Regions from separate parts of the Rattus norvegicus genome. Here region 2 is linked to region 1. Evidence: chromatin contacts called from public Hi-C data. All regions are on one chromosome and are shown on one strand. Each heading gives the region's core, a stretch centred on a gene start, on an enhancer-like site or on the middle of the called end of the contact. The rest is flanking DNA. Distances are from core to core; before and after follow the strand shown. Region 1 has its middle 21 kb from the start of Ifit2. Region 2 holds the start of Ifit1 (interferon-induced protein with tetratricopeptide repeats 1).

The links. Hi-C and Micro-C count contacts between places; a contact is called where the count stands out from the background.
Region 2: a contact with region 1 is called in a Hi-C map of the A7r5 cell line, with 2.9 times the contacts expected there. The contact joins the promoter of Ifit1 here to the enhancer-like site in region 1. A contact is called at or near these places in 9 of 12 Hi-C or Micro-C datasets (the A7r5 cell line, the Rat2 cell line, Schwann cells and 5 more).

The regions. Positions count from the first base shown.
Region 1 is chr1:241,492,224-241,497,869 of GRCr8, forward strand. No RefSeq gene overlaps it. Among named protein-coding and RNA genes, the nearest start is that of Ifit2, 21 kb to the right of the region's middle. Within about 2 kb of position 1,703, at least 18 of the 93 cell types and tissues checked have an H3K27ac peak or open chromatin away from gene starts, as enhancers often do. A contact at or near this core is called in the A7r5 cell line and kidney, where this site is marked.
Region 2 is chr1:241,562,530-241,568,776 of GRCr8, forward strand. It overlaps Ifit1 (interferon-induced protein with tetratricopeptide repeats 1), which reads left to right and starts at 2,668. Exons shown (of 1, transcript NM_020096.1): 1 at 2,668-4,733. The coding sequence starts at 2,668. The coding sequence ends at 4,054. It also overlaps a transcript of Ifit1bl not described here.

The DNA.
Region 1 (5,646 bases), core at 453-2,952:
AAACATTAAAAATAGGAAAGTACAGTAAAGGATCCTGTCTGGTCTTGTATTGTACAAGGAGAAGTCTATGCTAGAGCTTGGCTGGATCACCAAAGCCCAGAGGCTGGATAATTCAGGGGAACTTCATAGAAGAACGGATAAAATCAACTCGCTCCCAATTCTGAAAGTACTTTGGCTGCAAACTCTCAAATTTAGTATCTAGGGATAATAAAGTTCAAAGCGGTGGAGAAGGGCACCCTCTGGCGACAGTAGCAGGACCCAGTGAGAAGGAAGCAGCATTATGATGGAGTACCACCCCGGTATAAAGCTAGCTGGGAGCAGTATACGAGCCAGGTTGCCTGGGTGAGTGCAGAATCCCACCCTTAGCTGAGCGGTGTGGGTGTGGGGACCCAGAAAGGTGGAGCTCACTTTAGGAAACAGTGGGGAGTCCTCCAAAGGATTCAGGTATGCCAGCCACACACCTGACCAACGCTGCAAACAAGTAGGAAACACAGATATCTTTAATGCGTAGCCTAACGGGCTAGCAGTTGCTCCCACAAAGTGTGGGTACCAGGTACACTGGGCTGTGAGGAGCAGTAGCCCGCGCCCGAAGCAGTAGTCACTGGCCACACACCCTTCACCAGCCACCATTCTGCCTAAAGGGAAATCCCAGCATCTGCGGTTACTGCTCTTTTACTCATCAGCAAGGCACACCGAGATGAGACTTAGAAGTGGTCATCACTCTTAAATATGGCTGGACCGACTTTTGTTTCCCTGGGCCGCCCACTAGTGGCGCTGGATGGACTCTGGATCCTGAGCCCTTTTCTATCCAGAACTCAAAACTCAGCTCACTCAAAGGCTTTCAAAAACAGCTGTCTTTCCTTCCGTTCCCGGTTGTTTATTTGAGAAGGAAGTGCACCGGAAATTACAGACACTTGTTTAATGCGCCACATTCTCTTAACTCTGTAAGTCCATTAACATGTTAGTGTGCAGTGGTCTCTCCACTCCCCCTCCCACTCCCACCTGTGTTTTGCTGGTTTGGTGTTTTAAAATGACAGCTGACGTAAGAGTGCCTCTCTGTTGAGCAGACACAAGGAATCTCTTTCTTCTTTCTTTCTCTTTCATTCTTTTAAAAAATACTTTCCGGATTCAAAACGTTGTTAAAGGAAGAAGAGAGGTAAAGGCTAGATGTATGGACTGGGAATCTCAAATTGGGGAGCGCCGTTCCGAGTTGAGGAAGGCACCAGAAGTATTTGTGTCCTTGTGTAATTAATACTGTGTGAGGGGGGTATTTGGGAGCGCTGAGAGCAAGCGGTGTCACCATCTTCAGAGCAGCTACAGCTCAGGAGGCCGTGAGCCTGGAGTGCACTTGTACTTAGGTAAAATATCAACAAAGACTCCAAGAAAACAAAAGGAAAAACTACAGCACTTTGGTCCCCTGAAACGTGTGCTATCCAAAAGAGTAAGGCAATGGCTGAAAAGACCCTGCTGGAGAAGATAGGACCTCGTGTCTTCAAGATAATCTGAGCATGAAGAATACACAGGGTCATAGGACAAGGTTAACAAACGTCCACCCAAAGCCAGCTACTGTTTGCTATTTGCTTCTATGAGTGACGTTTTATTGGATCACGTGCTCTCTGATGCCACAAGAGCAGTCTGGACTGGTTGCTCACCCAGCCAGAAGAAGATTTATTACTTGGCCCTTAACAGGGTCCAGAACATCATAATGGCCATAGTTCAAATTCCTGGGATTCTTGGAACATGAGGACTACTAAACTACCCATGACTGTATGCTAAGGATCGTTAGGCAAAGCACACACACACACACACACACACACACACACACACACACACACACATAGAGACACACACACAGAGACACATACACACATACACAAACACACACATACAGAGACACACACAGAGATAGACACATACACACATACACAAACACACACACAGACATACACACACAGACACATATACACATACAAACACACAGAGACACATACACACACAAACACACACAAACACTCACACAAATATATAAACACAAACACAAACACACACAAACACAAACACACACATACACACACAAACACACATACACAAATACACACACAAACACACACACACAAATACACACACAAACAAAAACACACACACACACATAGAGACACACACACAGACACATACACACATACACAAACACACACATACAGAGACACACACAGAGATAGACACATACACACATACACAAACACACACACAGACATACACACACAGACACATATACACATACAAACACACAGACACATACACACACACAAACACACCCACAAACACACACACAAACACATACACAAACACACACAAACACACAAATACATAAACACAAACACAAACACACACAAACACACACACATACACACACAAACACACACACACACAAATACACACACAAACACATAAACACACACAAACACACACATACACACATACACACACAAACACACACAAAAACACACACATACACACATATATACACAAACACACACACAAACACACACACATGTACACACACAAACACACAATCACAAACATGGGGTTTGGGGTTGGTTTTGTTTGTTTGCTTTGTCATTGTTTAAAAGAGTTCAGTATTTTTCCTTTGGGATGTAATTTGATTTAAAAATGAAAAGGGTTCTAGAATAAAGGGTTGTCTCTGGGGGTTGGGGATTTAGCTCAGTGGTAGAGCGCTTGCCTAGGAAGCGCAAGGCCCTGGGTTCAGTCCCCAGCTCCGAAAAAAAAGAACCAAAAAAAAGGGTTGTCTCTGGTCTTGCATTTTCCTAAAGAATACCTGCATATTTGTTGCCTTCAATTGCTTGTGCTAGTAAACTTAGTTTCTAATGCTCAGAAGAAAATAATAACTATATGTGGCTATCATCATTGTCAGTCATTTGTGGACAGCTTTACCTACGGTGCCTGAGGAACCTTTGTGTCTGGTACTTCTACGAAGCGAGACGTTCACATCTCTGCCCTGCTCAATCCTGGAAAAGTAACACACCAGTCAAGGAAAGAGAGAGTCTTCTGTACTGGATGTCTGAACAGCCCAAGATACGTGTTTATAGTATCTTGATTCGATATGAAGGAATATATTTATTTGTTTTGAAAAATGCTTTCCACTGAGGTCTGTCCCTTAGGATTTTCAATCTTGACCCATGGATTTAACCAACCATCATGTTTATTGATACTGATGTCTGGTAGAGTAAAGAGATGATTGCTGAGCCTTGGCCAGGAACAAAAGGAAGAGCAGCAGGCTCAGATGAGAGAGAGAGAGAAAGAGAGAGAGAGAGAGAGAGAGAGAGAGAGAGAGAGAGAGAGAGAGAGAGAGAGATGGCCACTGCTGAGACACGGCTTCATGGAGTTCTCGCTCAGAGAGCACTCACAGATGCGAAAGGCTTTAATTTGTTGAAGGCTGCTGCTATTATTAGAGTGCAGTGCTGGCCTGGTTTCCCTGGCCATCCTTCCAGAAATAAAGAATGTATTGTATTCCTCCACATCTGTTTCACGGTGAAAAGGCATCCTATCTTGGAAGGCACTTGCAGGGGTCGCAGGGCAGTGCCTGGGTTAGGATAGGAGCAAACTGGGCTACATGTGTCAATCTGGCTAGTCTCAGTGGTTCCCCAGAATGCCCTTCGATTTGGAGAGTGAGAAAGAAGTGGCCATTTTTGCCTTTATGCTTGGAAGAAGAGAGCAAGCGTTTCTGTGGTTTCTAACTCACTGTGTTCGCCTCCCTGCTCCCTTCTCTGATGCAGCAGACCTACAACTGCCTCTCATTCCTCTGGGCCCTTTAACATTTCCACACTCTGGTCCAGGTATGTGCTTAGCTCCGTGATGGAGGTTCAGCCTCGCGGGAGATGTTGGGGGCGGTCGGAGCTGCCCTGGGACCTGGTCTAGAGACAGAGCAGCCTGTTCTTGCTCTCCCCATTCCATCAGCCTTACTGCCCACCACGTGGACTTTAATGTCTGGTAACCTGAGGAATGAAGGAAGAGCCTTGCAAAAACTGCTTAGGCGGCTTCTAGAAGCACATGAGAAGGAACTCCTCTAGGTATCGGTTTCTCTCCACACTGTGACTGTTACACAGCAGTAGTAAAGAAGGTCGGGAATTAGAAAGCTATCGTTCTAGTTTCATTTCCGCTGACCTGGCTGTCACATCGTGGGAGCTATTCCTGCAACTCTAGAGACCTTTAAAGTATAGGAGTTTCCCCAAATGTTCATCTTACTTCCTCTCTCAGTGCCAGGGCTACCAAGTGACTTGATTTTATGCCTGGGTACATCACTGCTTCATCAGTAGGCTCTCTGCCATGTGCCACAGAGATTACTCTGTGACTACGGGCAGCACGGACGGTATTACAGAGTGTGAGCTTTTGACCCATCCTCTTATTTTGTAGAGAATGTTGAGCTGAAGTGAATCCAGCTATAAAGAATTTTATAAATATGTAGGTCCTGGACAGGTTGAAATTACCCCATACTTGTAAGGTAGGAAAGGTAGGTGCTTCTGGTGCATTTTTCTTAATTATTATTTTATGTGTACGAGTGCTTTATCTTAACGTATGTCTATGCGTCCTGGCCACGCCTAATGCTCTCAGGGGGGCAGAAAACGGTGCCAGGTCCCCTTTTCAGTTGTGAGCTGCCATGAGGGTAGTAGGAATTGAACGTAGATCCTCTAGAAGAGCGGCCAGTGGTCCTCATGGTGAAAGCATGGCTCCAGCCCCCTTAGATACATTAAGAAGGTACTTATCTTTAGAGTTGTGTAAGTTTGAGTCAGCATTTGTTGTAGCCATCCAGCCGCTTAAGGTCAAGCAGGGCTCACCTGAGAGGAGGGCTGGAAATGAGAAGGGCGGGGAGGGAGGTGGATGGAGGGGGGCACATGGAGCCAAGACAGTGTTCTCATCAAGGCTCAAAGTCTAATATTCAGCACAGTGTATATAAAGGGAGAAACCACAAAACCCATCCCCAGAACAGTGACGTGGGGGTAACAACAGCACAGCAGTAAATCCAATGAGTTTCCCTATCTTCGCCGCTGGTTAATTGCAGCATACAAGGGTGCGCAGTTTGTTAGCTCCGGCATATCAAAGCTCACAGCCGCCGCCAAGGCTGAAATTTCTGCTCAGACTGATAAGGCCTATCACTCAAGGTCTGCGTCTGCTTTTCCTGGGCGTATTTTATGGTCTCCCTAGCCTGCCAGGCCGAGGAGGTCACATTAAATGGTGGTTTCTTTCCTTTTCTTTATCTTATTTAGTTTGGTTTTGGCTTCTTTGGTTGTAAGTTGATAGTGTGGAGTTCTGGAGCTTGAGCTTTACAGATGACAGTGTCATGTCAAAGGTTGGACACACCTGTAGGCCACTGCTCAGCTGAGTTAGTCCTATTTCTAGGGCCTCGGGTAAAGCCAATGATACAGTCTTATGCAAGCAAGCCTCTATCCCTTTGGAGACTATTTCCGGGCATCTAGATACTAGATAATGACTACAAACATCAGAGATTAAACGTAATAGATGTAAGACACAAGACAGTTCTTGCCTCATAGTTAAGGAGTGACTTTTAAAAGATTCCAAGGAGTTCAAAAGAGGTGAGGACCTGCTGCTCGAGGACACTGAGTCAGACTG
Region 2 (6,247 bases), core at 1,418-3,917, 71 kb after region 1:
CCTCATCTCAAAGTAGCTACTTCCAGGCTCTCACTCCCCATGTTAGCTGAGAACTTGTCACCGTCTCATTTTCCCTTTCCTGCCTCCCTTTGTCAGGTACCAGGTAGAATGCCTTGACACATGGTTAAGTCTTGTTTTCTGAAAATAAATATCTCTTACCTTTGATGAGACTGAACTTTTGCCAGGACTGAAACCAAGATTATAACCTGCCTCAAAAGCATTTAAGGTTCTGTACACAATTAGACATGTCACTGGGATAGACCACCCAAACTCACACAAAGGACAGAGCACAGACGACAACTATAGGAAGAGACAAGACCTAGAGAGAAAAGTGGGGAACTCTATTTGTGGCTCAGTCTTGGTCTACATGGCTCCCTTAGTGTGACATCAGGGCACTGACACTCTGGGCAGTCTCTCTCTCTCAGGACCTGACTGTAATGGCTTGCAGGATTATCTCTAAATCAGAAAGCTATTCCAACCCTGACCCCCTGACAGACGCAAAGATTTAAAGCTTGCTTGCCGTGTTTTGTTGTGAGTTTATTCTCTGTCTTGAACTATGACTAAACTCTCTTTAACATTTCCTTCCAACTCTATTTTAGTCATTTATATGAGAGACTTAAAACATCCCCAAAAGAAACTGCCTTCAGCAGATCTACACCTTAGAAACTATGTCACTAAGCCAACCTATACTAATGTTCAAACTATGTCCCCTTCCAAATCAACTGCAAAAGTAGTACTTGTACATAGAGAAAGGTAAAAATATATAGACATAGGTTAAAGTTAGCTGAAGACCTGAGGGCAGGGCACCTGTTACAGAATTGAGAGGCTTTCCTACAAGAAGAGGAAGCAAATCCAGGGTTCTCAGTTCATGGCACGGACCGGACAGACTGCAGGACAATGGAGCAGGAATGTGACATTCTGCAAGTCAGGAAGAAATGATTGCTAGATGAGGTGCTACCAGGCAAGCAGTTTGATCTGAGATTTATAACTTGCTGTGTTACGATAAAACCAAGTTCTGTTGTGTAAGTCACTGAGTCTATATTATTCTCCTGTGGCAGCCTAGGCAAAAAGGTGCAGCCATACATGTAGTGTTTTGACACTTGGCTTTTTGTGTCCCCGACCCCTGCAACATGTATGTCCCTTTTCTCTTTCAGGGCTATTCATGCTAGTACCATATCGTGTTGATTGCTTTAGGTTTATAGTGAGTCCAATTCTAGGTTTTCAAAATCATGTATGTTGTTGGAGTACCTTGGAGACTTCATAGAATTTTGGTCAGTCACACAAAGCTTTCTTTGAGTCAGTGATGCTGAATTCTGGTCTTACAGTACAAAAAACTGATGTTCATGAACCACAGCAGGTAGTTTTCATAAAGAAGACCACCCCCCAGGGGGTTAAAAGAGGGAACATAACTGAAAAAAGAAGACAAACTTCCTACAATAGAATTGGGACCAGAAAATAGGGGCTATCGCATATAATTTATAATATATACTGGGTGAGTGAATGGGGGATGCAGGAGTTACTCAGTCCAACTGGCTGATTCAGGAGATGTCATTTCCCATTTATTGGTCTACCTTTAAGGACTCCAAGCATGGTCTTCTTTATGGGAAAGACCTAACAGGTTGTCACACCTCTCTTTTGCTACTCTTGCCATCTGACCAGATCAAAACCAAAGACAACTGGTTTATGCAGTATGACATACATGGCCTCTGGCAGAGACAACCACCAACAAAACCAAGAGCCTTTTGACTTCTAGCCCTGAACATGATTTAAAGCTGCTTGCTTTTGGATACCTACCCAAAACATGAGTGACTAAATTCTACCTCTTGTCTTGAACACCAATAGAAAAATAGGAAACTCTTATAGGGTTTTATAATATATTCCATGTATTGTATACTTATATACTCACTAAAACCTCCAAAGACCAGGAGTGGGAGATACTAAAGTTGTTCCCATTTCATAGATAGGTAAAGTATGACACTGAGGCATGCAGTGATACACACCTGGGAAGCTCTGGAACTGTACTGTAGGGAGACAAGGAAAGCCTTTCAATTTGTACAGACATCTTTAAAATGCAGGGAATCCTTTGAACCACAGAGGAGGGGAGCTAAGGTCTGTCACACTCTAGAAGCCCCACACCTAAATCACCCCAAAATAAGAAGACCCAGAAGAATCATGCCCCTAGTGTCAGAAAGAAGACAACAGGTCCACTTGATCCGAGATAGCCTACTTCTTGAGAACATCACACCAGTTCCTTGTTTGTGTCTAAGATGAAAGGAACAGGCCCTACAGTGACAGTGACATGTTCTCAATATTCGTTGTTTAGCTAATGGACAGGTCCAATTTGTATGTCAACTCAGGCAGCATGCAAGTGGACATAAAGTCCTCAAAGACAGTAGGAAAGGAAGAAATCATTTTTTAGAGTTCTAAACCTCAGAAGAAGGGTCTGTCATCTTTGTGTGTGTGTGTGTGTGTGTGTGTGTGTGTGTGTGTGTGTGTGTGTGTGTGTGTATTCCTTGTGGCCATCTATGTCCGGCCTTGTCTGAAGTCGTCAGTTTACAATTAAGGGACTCTAACGGAACAGTAAGTGTGAGGCTTTGGATAAAAGACCAAGAGTGTCCATTTCTGGCCATTTCTCAAATAACAACTCATTCTGCCTCTTCCTCCTAGAGAGAATGCTGATGGTGACCAGGTCATGGAGAATCTGCTTCAGCTGAGATGTCACTTCACATGGGGCCTGCTCTTCGAAAAAAATGACATACCTGATTTGGAAGTGAGGATCTCAGAGCAGGTCCAGTTCCTTGACATCAAGAACTCACTGGGGATGCACAACCTCCAGGCCTACGTGAGACACCTGAAAGGTGAGCAGGAGGAAGCCCTGCAGAGCTTGAAAGAGGCTGAAGCCTTGATCGAGGGAGAGCAGTTGGGCAAGAGAAGCCTGGTGACCTGGGGCAACTGTGCCTGGGTGCATTACCACAGGGGCAGCTTGGCAGAAGCCCAGATCTACCTGGACAAGGTGGAGAATGTTTGCAGGGAATTCTCAAGTCCCTTCCACTACAGGATGGAGTGTGCTGAGATAGACTGTGAGGAAGGCTGGGCCTTGCTGAAGTGTGGAGGAAGTAACTATATGCGAGCCATGGCCTGCTTTGCAAAGGCTCTGCAGGTGGACCCAGAAAACCCTGAGTACAATGCTGGCTATGCAGTTGTGGCCTATCGCCAAGATTTCGATGACAACCATGTTTCTCTAGAACCTCTAAGGAAGGCTGTCAGGTTAAATCCAGAAGATCCACACCTTAAAGTTCTCCTTGCTCTAAAGCTTCAGGATTTAGGGGAACAAGATGAAGCAGAAACACACATTGAAGAAGCCCTCAGCAGCACATCTTGCCAAAGCTATGTCTTTCGCTACGCAGCCAAGTATTTCCGCCGGAAAGGTGACATAAACGAAGCTCTTCATCTTCTACACAGGGCCTTGCAGACGTCACCTTCCTCTGGCTACCTACATTACCAAAAAGGGCTCTGTTACAAGCAACAGATGATCCAACTGAAGACATCTGGAAACAGGCAGGCCAGAAGGCAGGAGAATATACAGGAATTGGCACATCAGGCCATTTGTGAATTTCAAGAGACTTTGAATCTGAGGCCCACATTTGAGATGGCTTACGTTTGCATGGCTGAAATGCAGGCAGAAATTGGCCAATATGAAGAAGCAGAGGGAAATTTCCAGGAGGCCCTGAACCTCAACAACCTTGTAGCCCACATAGAGCAGGATATTCATTTCCGCTACGGCCGTTTCCAACAATTTCATAAGAAGTCAGAAGACAAGGCAATCACTCACTACTTAAAAGGTCTAAAACTAGAAGAGAAGTCCTTTGCCTGGAGGAAACTACTCACAGCTTTGGAGAAAGTGGCTGAAAGACGTGTTCGCCAGAATGTCCGGCTTGTGGAGAGCACCAGCCTTCTTGGACTGGTCTTCAAACTGAAAGGGCAGGAGATGAAGGCCCTGCTTTACTATGAGAAGGCCCTGAGGCTCTCTGGGGAAATGAACCCTGCATTTTGAATGCAGCTTACCTTTGTGAAGTTAATATACTCACAACTAAGTGTTCTAATGCTCCCTCCTGACTTCTTTTCCCAGATCTGCTTGCTGAAATGCCACGTAGCTAAGTACATTTTCTCCTGCGACTTCTTTATGGTCTCTCGTGATCCTGTCTAGAAGGCACTTCCATCCCTAGGACACCTGCTCACTTAAAGATCATGACCGATTCCTGCTGCTCCAGACTCCTGTGAGCTACAGAATCAGAACCTTTTCCCTGATGTCTGTGCCTTTGGAACAGATATCTTCCACCTGCCAATGTCCTGGACCAAAAAACCTTCGCTGAAGAAGGTTTCGGTTTTCTTTGTTTGTTTGTTTTTTCTTTTTTATGTCACAAGAAACACTCATTACCATACAATTTCAGAGCAAAACAAATAAGCAAAGAGGAAAGTTTGAAAGCAAAAGAGGTCACACCTTACTGGAAAAATATTAACAACCAAGAAGACGTTTGGCTTACTGGAGAATTAAAATGAAAACTCTTCTTAGGTAGTAAAGCCTGAAAATTGCATAAGTAACTTCTTTTAATATTTGAATGCTAAAAATATTCCTTGAAAGTGACCACAGTAACAAATTTGGTAGAGTCTGCTGGTGCCATTGTAAAGGACGCACCTCTATGTTTGCATGGTTTCTTGGTTATCTTTCATCCCCAGCTTGATACATCCTAGGGTCATCTGAAGAAAGCTGCTTGCATCATAATGGCTACCAGGCATTTTCCTCCTGGATTCCAGACTGCTGTAGTATGACTCAGTCAACCGTGAGTGGTTCCAGCCTTCGGCAGGTGGTCTTAGCTTATGTAAGAAATCTAACTGTGTGTGTTCCCATGAATGAACTAGCAAGCAGAATGCCTCCATGATTCCTATCCAATTTCCTGCCTTGACTTTCTGCCCTGAGTTTCATCCCCCAATTTCCTCTGTGATGGATTGCGATCTCTAAGCATAAAAGTCAAATAAACATTTTTCCCTAAGTTGCTTTTGGACATGGTGTTTACCATAGCATGAGAAAGCAAATTAGAACACAAGGAGGCATGACACATCAAAATCAATGAATGTTTGATTCAGCCATGACTAGCAGCCATGGAAGAAAACAAGGTTTATGCATATAAACATTGCCAAGTGGTTTTTCTCTCTCTCTCTGTGTGTGTGTGTGTGTGTGTGTGTGTCTGTCTGTCTGTCTGTCTCTCTCTCTCTCTCTCTCTCTCTCTGTCTCTCTCTCTCTCTCTCTCTCTCTCTCTGTGTGTGCGTGTCCCCCCCTCTGCGTGTGTGCATGTGTGTGTGTGTGTGTGTGTGTGTGTGTGTGTGTGTGTGTGTGTGAAGATAGGGAATAAATTATTTACTTTCATATGGCACAAATTGCACGTTTGATTCATGTCAGCATCATCCCTTGATATTTATGAATGGTGGAGTATGGTGCTAGGGATAGGCCAATCTGGGTCATTCACACAACACCTGAGAAACACAACAGACATTGCTTTCAGATTTACTCATGATAAGCCAAGAAAAAAAAAACCTGTTTACTAAATACAAGCATAGGAGATAACATAGTGTCATCACATAAGATTCATGTCACTGTTGACTCCTGCTGAGTCTGTGGGTGAAATGCTAGAGTAATTGTAGTCAAGAAAGCGGGGCGAGGGGGGTCATGAAAGCTTTATTAAGAAGCCAAGATCTTGGAAGACAACAGGGAGGTCCCACCTTTCTGTATCAAAACAGGATTATTTTGGAGGATGCCAAGTCCCGCATGGCCATGGAAGGGACAGCGTGACACAGTCCTGCCTCTAAAGAGAGCCAGCAGAACATGGATCTCCATGAATGCTATTCATTTCTGTGGGTGTGATGCTTGTTTGTATAACAGTGTACAGATGTTCATGTTTCTCCTTAGAGGAATGCTCTCCCTGTTAAGGTTAAGACTCTGTGATAATTAGAAGCAGCCCAAGTTCAAGAGGCAAGGGTGTGTCTACATTCCTCTGCAAAATGGACAGGCCTTAAGACTATAGGAAATAACCCTAAAAACATGAGTTTTAAAATATATAAACAGGATTTCTCAACTACGCAAAATATAAAGATGCAATATGAATTGTATGAGGGGCTTCATGAACCTAAAAGAACAGAGGGCAACAGCACTGATTAGCCCAGCTTCTCAAAAAGATTTCTGAGTTCAAGA